3 separate regions of the Mus musculus genome follow, and regions 1 and 2 are each linked to region 3. A link is a contact called in public HiChIP or PLAC-seq data. All regions are on one chromosome and are shown on one strand. Each heading gives the region's core, a stretch centred on a gene start, on an enhancer-like site or on the middle of the called end of the contact. The rest is flanking DNA. Distances are from core to core; before and after follow the strand shown.

Evidence for each region. HiChIP or PLAC-seq counts read pairs in DNA pulled down with a chosen protein or histone mark.
Region 1: a contact with region 3 is called in an H3K4me3 HiChIP or PLAC-seq map of the SCID.adh cell line, with 12 read pairs. The contact joins the enhancer-like site here to the promoter of Ryr2 in region 3. A contact is called at or near these places in 2 of 39 promoter capture datasets (the C10 cell line and hippocampal neurons), 1 of 484 Hi-C or Micro-C datasets (cerebral cortex), 4 of 115 datasets of contacts at active chromatin or transcription factors (the SCID.adh cell line, embryonic stem cells, neural progenitor cells and 1 more) and 2 of 9 other capture datasets (adipose tissue and embryonic stem cells).
Region 2: a contact with region 3 is called in an H3K4me3 HiChIP or PLAC-seq map of embryonic stem cells, with 8 times the contacts expected there. The contact joins the enhancer-like site here to the promoter of Ryr2 in region 3. A contact is called at or near these places in 8 of 39 promoter capture datasets (the C10 cell line, embryonic stem cells, hippocampal neurons and 2 more), 2 of 15 datasets of contacts at CTCF or cohesin (embryonic stem cells and large pre-B cells), 16 of 484 Hi-C or Micro-C datasets (the HL-1 cell line, cerebellar granule neurons, cerebral cortex and 2 more), 13 of 115 datasets of contacts at active chromatin or transcription factors (the SCID.adh cell line, cardiomyocytes, embryonic stem cells and 1 more) and 1 of 9 other capture datasets (embryonic stem cells).

What each region holds. Positions count from the first base shown.
Region 1 is chr13:11,958,261-11,960,960 of GRCm38.p6, forward strand. The region is part of intron 1 of Ryr2 (ryanodine receptor 2, cardiac); the gene reads right to left. Among named protein-coding and RNA genes, the nearest start is that of Ryr2, 150 kb to the right of the region's middle. Within about 2 kb of position 1,436, at least 48 of the 459 cell types and tissues checked have an H3K27ac peak or open chromatin away from gene starts, as enhancers often do. A contact at or near this core is called in the SCID.adh cell line, where this site is marked.
Region 2 is chr13:11,932,377-11,935,076 of GRCm38.p6, forward strand. The region is part of intron 2 of Ryr2 (ryanodine receptor 2, cardiac); the gene reads right to left. Among named protein-coding and RNA genes, the nearest start is that of Ryr2, 170 kb to the right of the region's middle. Within about 2 kb of position 1,280, at least 17 of the 459 cell types and tissues checked have an H3K27ac peak or open chromatin away from gene starts, as enhancers often do. A contact at or near this core is called in embryonic stem cells, where this site is marked.
Region 3 is chr13:12,105,626-12,108,325 of GRCm38.p6, forward strand. Ryr2 (ryanodine receptor 2, cardiac) reads right to left here and starts at 1,320. Exons shown (of 105, transcript NM_023868.2): 1 at 774-1,320. The coding sequence starts at 821.

The DNA of each region.
Region 1 (2,700 bases), core at 186-2,685, 150 kb before region 3:
CACATACTTTTATTAGAAAGGAACTTTGCATTTTCTTTCTAAATTAGGGAATTCATCAAGGCTAAGAAAATTTACTGCACCAATAATGTCCAAGCAGGCACTTTCTACCAGCTACCTCATGGAAACCTTGATGGTTTCCTCATGAGCCATCAACAATCTCCAGAGAGGAGAAGGGCTCGGCTTCCTGCCATCAAAGACTTAGCAAACCTAAAGCCTGTGACGTCGACAGAAAAGGCTTGTGTGCTTTTATACAAACATCAGAGGAACACAGAGGTAGGAAAAAAGGCTCAGATATACCATCTTCTCAGCACCCACAAATTGTATCATTTTAGTCCTTTTTAAGAATCACACAGAACCCAGGCTAGCCTCGAACTTGCTGTGTAGGCTGAGGCTTGCCTTGAACTCTTGATCCCCCCTGCCTCCACCTCTGAGTGCTGGGATGGCAGACATATGCCACCTCACCTGGTAGGGATGTGTATTTTCTTTGGAATTTAATATGCCCAACACATAGATGTTTCTGCTGTTCCTCAAAGTATTTCCATTCACCCACTTTCCATATCTCAACACGTGACACTTTCTATTAAGCAATAATCAATACCAGACACTTAGGACTTTTCTTTAGAATTTCCTCCTTATTGCCTTCAGTAGTTTGAATGTGAAATGCCCCCTCTAGGCTCATGTTGGGAGATATTATAAAGTCTTTAAGAGGTTTTTTGCTGGAAGAAATATGTCACTGGGGGTGGGTTTAAGGCTTTGTAGCCTGGTCTCACTTCCTGTTTTCTCTCTGTCTGCTTCTTGTGTGTGGAAGAAATGTGAGCATACATCCTGTTGCTGCTGCACCATGCCACACTTTCTCACTCTTTATGGTCTCGACCCCTCTGGAACTGTAACTCAAAAGAAACCCTTCCTTCTGTAAGTCGCTTTTGGTCATGTGCTCATCACACAACAGGAAAATAGCTAACAGACTACTAGGCCCTGCAAGCTACGCAGCCTGTCTTCCAGCTGCAGCACAGGTCAGCTTCTCCACGGGTCAGGCTCTGCAGGAGCCATCACCTCCTCCATTTGAGCATCCTTTCACACCTGCTACAGGGGTCATCACAGGGATGGCCTTTGTGGTGAAGGAACTGAGAAGACAACTGTGGCAAAGAACTGAGAGTACTGTGTGGTAAGACACCAGGAATATAAGGAACAGGGGACAGAGAGCTACAGAACATTGATAGCAAATGGGGAGACAGGGACCTGAAGTGCAAAAGAGCTGATCTGTGTGACTGAGAAATAGGATGCATGTGTAGCTGTCTGGCACTGTGCAGCTGCCTGTCACTGTACAGCTGTCTGGCACTGTACAGCTGCCTGTCACTGTACAGCTGTATGGTACTGTACAGCTGCCTGTCACTGTGCAGCTGCCTGTCACTGTACAGCTGTATGGCAGTGTACAGCTGTATGGCAGTGTACAGCTGTCTGGCACTGTGCAGCTGTCTGACACTGTGCAGCTGTCTAGAACTGTACAGCTGTATGGCTGTTTACAGCTGTCTGGCAGTGTACAGCTGTCTGGCAGTGGCAGTATGTAGCTGAATGGCACTGTACAGCTGTATGGCAGTGTACAGCTGTCTGGCACTGTGCAGCTGTCTGGCACTGTGAAGCTGTCTGGCAGTGTACAGCTGTATGACACTGTGCAGCTGTCTGGTACTGTATAGCTGTATGGCAGTGTACAGATGTCTGGCACTGTGCAGCTGTCTGGCACTGTGCTGCTGTCTGGCAGTGGCAGTATGTAGCTGTCTGGCACTGTGCAGCTGTCTGGCACTGTGCAGCTATCTGGCACTGTGCAGCTATGTGGCACTGTGCAGCTGTCTGGCACTGTATAGCTGTATGGCAGTGTACAGCTGTATGGCACTGTGTAGCTGTCTGGCACTGTGCAGCTGTCTGGCACTGTATAGCAGTATGGCGGTGTACAGCTGTATGGCACTGTGCAGCTGTCTGGAAGTGTTGGGATGTCTGGCAGTGAACTAGATGTATCTTATCTAATACGCCAAACTATATGACAAAATATTGAAGATATTATCATGAAGCCATCTGAAACATAACAAACTAGCCTGATAGACACCAAAATAGAAGAAAGGGTCTCAGAAACCTTGAGCCAAGGAATTCATTTCTTCTTATAAATTCTTGAAACTAGCTTACATTTATGAAATAGTTTAACAGCTGTGGCAACATGGAAATTAGGGTGAGTAAAAGATAAAGGGGGGCAGGGAGACAGCTTAGTGAGTAATTCATTCACTGTGCAAGAATAGATTAGAGTCAGATCCCCAGAACCCAAGCAAATCTGGCTGGGGATAACAATGCACCTGTAATGCCATGCTGAGACAGAGACAAGGGATCTTTGGAAGCAAACTAGCTAAAAAGACTTGCCAAGATAGCAAACTCCGGGTTCCACAAGAGACCCTGCCTCAATATATAAAATGGAGAGCAATAGAGGAAGACACACCCATGTCAACTTCAGGCCTCCATACACACATGCTCATATATGCACATGCACTCCAACACTCTCACATACAAACACACATACATACATGCATACACACACACAAGAGATCAAGTGGGTTAGATAATATATGTCCATTAGCTGAAAGTACCTCATAGATGAGCATTTGATTTGATCTTTATTGGAAGCGGTAAGTTTTCAATAGTATTCTACTCTAATAG
Region 2 (2,700 bases), core at 30-2,529, 170 kb before region 3:
TGGTTGTTTCTCCATTTGAGGCTGTTATGAGGGGAAAAAAATGCCTAAACACATAAGCCTCTGAGCAGAAGCAGATACATAACTCTTGGATAGATAATAACCAAGAGTGGATTTCCAGGCTATGTCATAAAACTTTAATTTTATCAGAAATAACAATTTTTCAAAATGATTGCTCCATTTTGTATTAATATGTAACTTCATGATCTTCATTATCACATACCAATGTTTGCAGCTAAGATATTTTATGCAGATATTAGAAAATTATACTAGCAAAAGATGTTAGCATTTTAATTATGTGAACTTTTGAAATTATTTATCTTCAGAATTTTTCTGTACAGCCTTTTATTCTTTATATTATATATGGCAATGGAGAATCATGCTTTATATCAAGTAGTAAATTAAATATCACTCCAAGTGCACTGCACCAAACACATAGCCAATCAGCATAGAATTAAGCATTATTGTAGCCACAAGTGTTTATTCAAGTCAAGCTAAAGACATTCAATTAATTCCACAAGGCAGGAAAGCAATCTCTGTGTACTATGGGAGTATAGGAGAATCTTTTCAAAGCCAAATGAACTGATGAACTGTCAGAACAGAATATCGGTATTATCATGGTTCTAAAGAATAAAAGGAAATTTAAAAAAATCAATATATATTTATTGAGTGTCTCCTTCCCTCAAAAATATGTTAGTTCCTGAGAGGTGAGACAGGTGAGTTGTTGTCTCTGCCAGCACGTACTTTCCAGGCTAGAGAAAGCAGAGAGAACAGGACCATATACTCTGTAGCAAGGCAGAGAGGAGGGGGCAGCAGAAGAAATTCACCTTGCTGGGCAGGCTTAGAAGGACAGAAATGGAGGGAGAACAAAGCCAAAGAACAAATGAACCAATGAGAAAGGAAGAGACAGAGGAATGAAAGGGAAGAAGTGAGAAGGGAGGAGAGAGAGATACAAAGAGTGTGAGGGGTGGGGAACAGGAAGGGAGGGAGGGAGGGAGGGGAGGGAGGGAGGGAGGAAGTCCACATTCCCAGAAGATCTAGGGGCAGCAGCACACACCTAAAATCCTAGCACTGGGGGAGCAGCCCCTAGAGGAACCTTCCAGCTCACTGAACAGTCAGCCAGTGAGCCAGTGAGCTCCTGGTTCAGTGAGGTCCTAGACACAAAAAGAAACTGGAGAGCCACAGGAAAAGACAACTGACCTTGACCTCTAACCTCCACCTGTGTATACACACACACACTTACAAGACATAAACACCTACACTCAAAATGTCTGAAATACACATTTCTGTGCCCATCAATACAGTTTTTAGGCTCACAGCCAGGCTTATCTATTTGCATACTGTCTACAGCTGCTCTGGGGCTAAATGTCAGAGTTGAGAAGAAAACATGACCCAAGATACCTAAAATATTTACTCTCTGGCTCTTCCGAGAAAAACCTGCCAAGCCAGCTCCACTGGCTGCCATGTGTCTACCACAGCTAAGTCATACTCTCAGATCTAGAAAAGGAGAAGCATGAAAACCCAGAGCACAACTGGACTGTTCTGCAAATTCAGGTTCAAGGGTCAAATACTGACAACTTTGGGATAGGGAGAAAACCGTCAGTGGTTTAGAGCTTCCCAATACTGAGGTCCTGACTTCAGATCCCATGTAAACCCTCGGTGGGTGTGATAGCCTGACTGTAATTCCAGTCTTGGAAGGCAAAGATAGGGAATACCCAGGGCATGCTACTTATTGCTACGCACGCTCCAGTGGAGTTTGCTTGGCAGGCCGAGAGGCCTGGGAGCACTCATGAGGCAAAGAGTTTCACGGAAACTCACCTCCTGGAACTTTGGCATTCTCATAACCCGTATATTCTTACCCTATCCCTGCGTTAGTCTGGTGTATGGATCCATGTGCTCTCTTTTAGTATTATCTTATTATAAGTGCCTTTTTAGATTGAATTCTGACATAGCTAAGCCTTCGCCAGTGTTCCAATGTCCCAGAAAGTCCTTGAAGCCAACAAACTTGGAAAGCAGTGAGAAGGTTATCTATTCAGTAGCATTCAAATTTACTTCTAGTAGAGACAGTGAAACTAATTAGGCATTACAAAGAACAGAGCTAGAATAGCTCAGGGCTAGTCTGCAGAGTGATTACTTAGGACAGTAGCCAGTCTTACCCAAACCCAAACACAATGGCCTAGCTAATAGGTGGGTTTACCATGAAAGAGTTAGGGAATCCCACTGAGACAGGAATCTTCACTACAGCCAGGTATAGCAGGCTACATTGCATATTAGAAGCAAGTTGGTGAATTCTTCTGACAAATGGAGATTCTCCACAGATACTTAAAAGAACACCAACGTTACACTCATACAAGAATTTATCAGGGTCTAAGAAATAGGGGGCTTGTGGTATTGCATTATTCATGAGAAGGTCTGCTAGAGCAGAACCCCCTGGTGCAAGCTTTCACAAGGCTCAAAGGAGTAGCAAATTGTGACTAGGGTGTGAAATCCTTACCTGTCATTAAAAATGGGGGAGGGGCAGGACCAGGTTTGGGAAGAGGCAGGAGAAAAAGTCCAGAGTGGCACGAGAATGAAAAGAAATAAGTAGCAGTGGAGAGAGGGGCCCTTGGGGAACCACTAGAAAGTCTCAGACATCAGGGATGCAAGAGGCTTCCAGGACTCAATGGGCATAACATAAGCCAAAACACTCAACAACAGGGAGAT
Region 3 (2,700 bases), core at 70-2,569:
GACACATGTTCATGATGCTCAGCCTCTGTAAATTCTTTCATGCGGTCCGTGCACACACACACACAACACACAGGAACGCACACTCACACACACACACACATGCACACACACACACACACACACACACACACACACACACACACACACACGGTTCCAATGCGCTCTGCAAGCTGTCGTCACGAAAACCAGCATGGCACCATGCCGGGAACCGTGGGGACCACCGGAGCAAGCCTCCATGGCATTGGTATCTGCTCGACTTGGGGGCACCCTGGGGGCAGCCTTCTCAGCCCTGGCCAGTCACTATATGATCGACACCGCCAAGTACTCGGATTGCGATGTCTTCACTCCGTGACGGCGCGCAGACTCAGCCCTGAAGCCCCAGGGACGGCGAAAGCCAGAGCCGCCACGCTAAGCGCGCCCCACGGAACACGCAGCCCTGCACCCTAGCCTGAGTCGGTCGAAGAGGTCCCTGGCCAATTCAGCTCCCGCAGCTGGGTAGCGCCCGCCCGGGTGCCTCCCGCTGGCTCGCCACGCTGTCACCGCACTGAGTCCTCTTGGTTTTCCACATGCGCGCACAGACACGCGTCCTGCCCTTCCCCGGGCAGACCCGCACACCTGCACACATGTGGTGATGCAGACCCCTCCAGCATCCCTGGGGCGCCTCTGGCGGACCAGAGGCGGCCCCGCAGCCGGTTGTCACTCTACGGGGACCCTGCGGGGGGCTCCCAGGCACCCCTTCCCCTGGGAGATGCGCGCCGCGACGTGGCACTTACAGTTCTCAGGAACTGGATCTCATCCTCGCCTTCGCCCGCATCAGCCATGGCTCCGCGCTCCTGGCCCGGCCGGCTCCGGAGCCCGGCGGAGCCCCACGACCGCGGCCACTTATGCTGCTGCTGCTACTGCTGAAGCTGCTGCTGCGGCTTCTCTGGACGCTCTAGTCACTGCTAACCAGGATGTTCTAGGGGCTCCAACGGCTGCTACTCGGGTCGCTGCCCCTGCGGCGGCCACAGCCAGGAGCCCGAGGCACCCGGGGGGCCGCGCTGCTGGTGCCGAGAGCCCAGCGGTCGGTCCCCCTGCAGCGCGGCGGAGGCGGGCACGCGGGGGCGGCCGAGGCGCGGGGCCTCCCTGCGCCGCACGGTGCGGGAGGAGGGCAGCCCGGCGTGAGGACGCAGGGAGGAGGCCCCACTGCCCGGCGCGCTCGGCCCCGGCTCCCGCCAGCGAGTGCCCGGAGCCCGCGGAGCCGGGCTAGTGCAGCGGCGGGGGCGGGCTGGGGGCGGGCGGGGAGGAGCTGCCAGCCCCGGCTGCTGCAGGTAATCCGCAGCCCGCTCCTCCGGCCGCCAGCGCCGGGGCACAGTGCCGCTTACTGGCTGCTTGGGGAATCAACTGGCGCGTGCCAGAGCGCTCAGCCATCCCCTGCACCTGTGCCCTTCCTGACCTCAAGTCCAAGGAGCTCAGCTTCCCGCTGAGCCCTGCTACAGTACTTGCCACCCATTTCTAAGGCCTTTTGGATTGCACGGGGAACTCTCCTTCTCCCCCGGTGCACAGAATGGGGAGCCTCTACGTGTGATCGATATTTACACTTCGACTCCCTCCATACGAGATAGAGGTGGTTTTCTTAGTTATTGAGTCAGCATGCACCAGACTCATCACAGATTAAGTTCTCACCACAAGGGGCCTGGTGTGGATGGTCGAGGAGTTTTAACAAATTATTCAGCAACAGGGGTGAGAGAGAAGGCTGAAGAAGAGCACTCACTGATCTTGTAGAGGATGCGCCTCGGTTCCTAGCACCCACGCGAGACAGCTCACAACCACCTGTCACTCTGGTTCCAGGAGACCCAGTGCCCTCTGGCCTCCATGGGCACCTGAAGGTACTTCGTGCACATACATTTATTAGGCACATATGCATAGATAAAATAAGTATATATTAAAAAGTACTCAACGACAGCACAACAATCCCAGCATTCAACGACAAAGTAGGCATCTTGCCATGCATTGTGATACAAGACACACAAATTCATAATGCACCTGCGCAAGAAATTACAATAAAGTATGGTGTGCTAAGGACCAGTCCGATCACTGAATGCGCTAAACTCACACCGTGGTATCCGCGATCTGCCGTGAGAGAGCAAAGTTAAACATTCCTCCACAAATGCCGGATCCAAATCTCACAATGCTCCATGTAATCATAAGCCATCAAATCTCCATTTTAAAAACAGCTGCTGTAAGCCAGCTAGCCGGCTCAGCTGGTGAAGGCACTTGCCACCAATCCTGACTAGATGAGTTCAATTCCAGGGACCCACATGGTGGGAAGAAAGAACTCCAAGTTCTCCTCAGCCTCCACACACAGCCGTCATACACATAAATAAATAAATGTTTTTAAAAGTAGTATGTAACTATGACTAAGAAATAAAATGTCGGAAGCAACTGGGACAAGAAATCCAACACATGTTTTCTCAGTTCTAAGTGTTTTCATTTATATCACTGAAAAAAAATTATAGAGAAAGCAACGTTCCCACATGCCCAACCTACTCATAGTCAGGAGTTATACAATAAATAATTTTGCGTTAACTTATCTCTGCTACACATGTTACAGCATCTGGTACATCATTAAAACTGCCCAGAAATTTTCAGGTGGGTTACATTTTGTTTCCACCTTTCCTATTTTCGTCCTTACAAAGTTAAAGTTTTTGTCTATTTCCA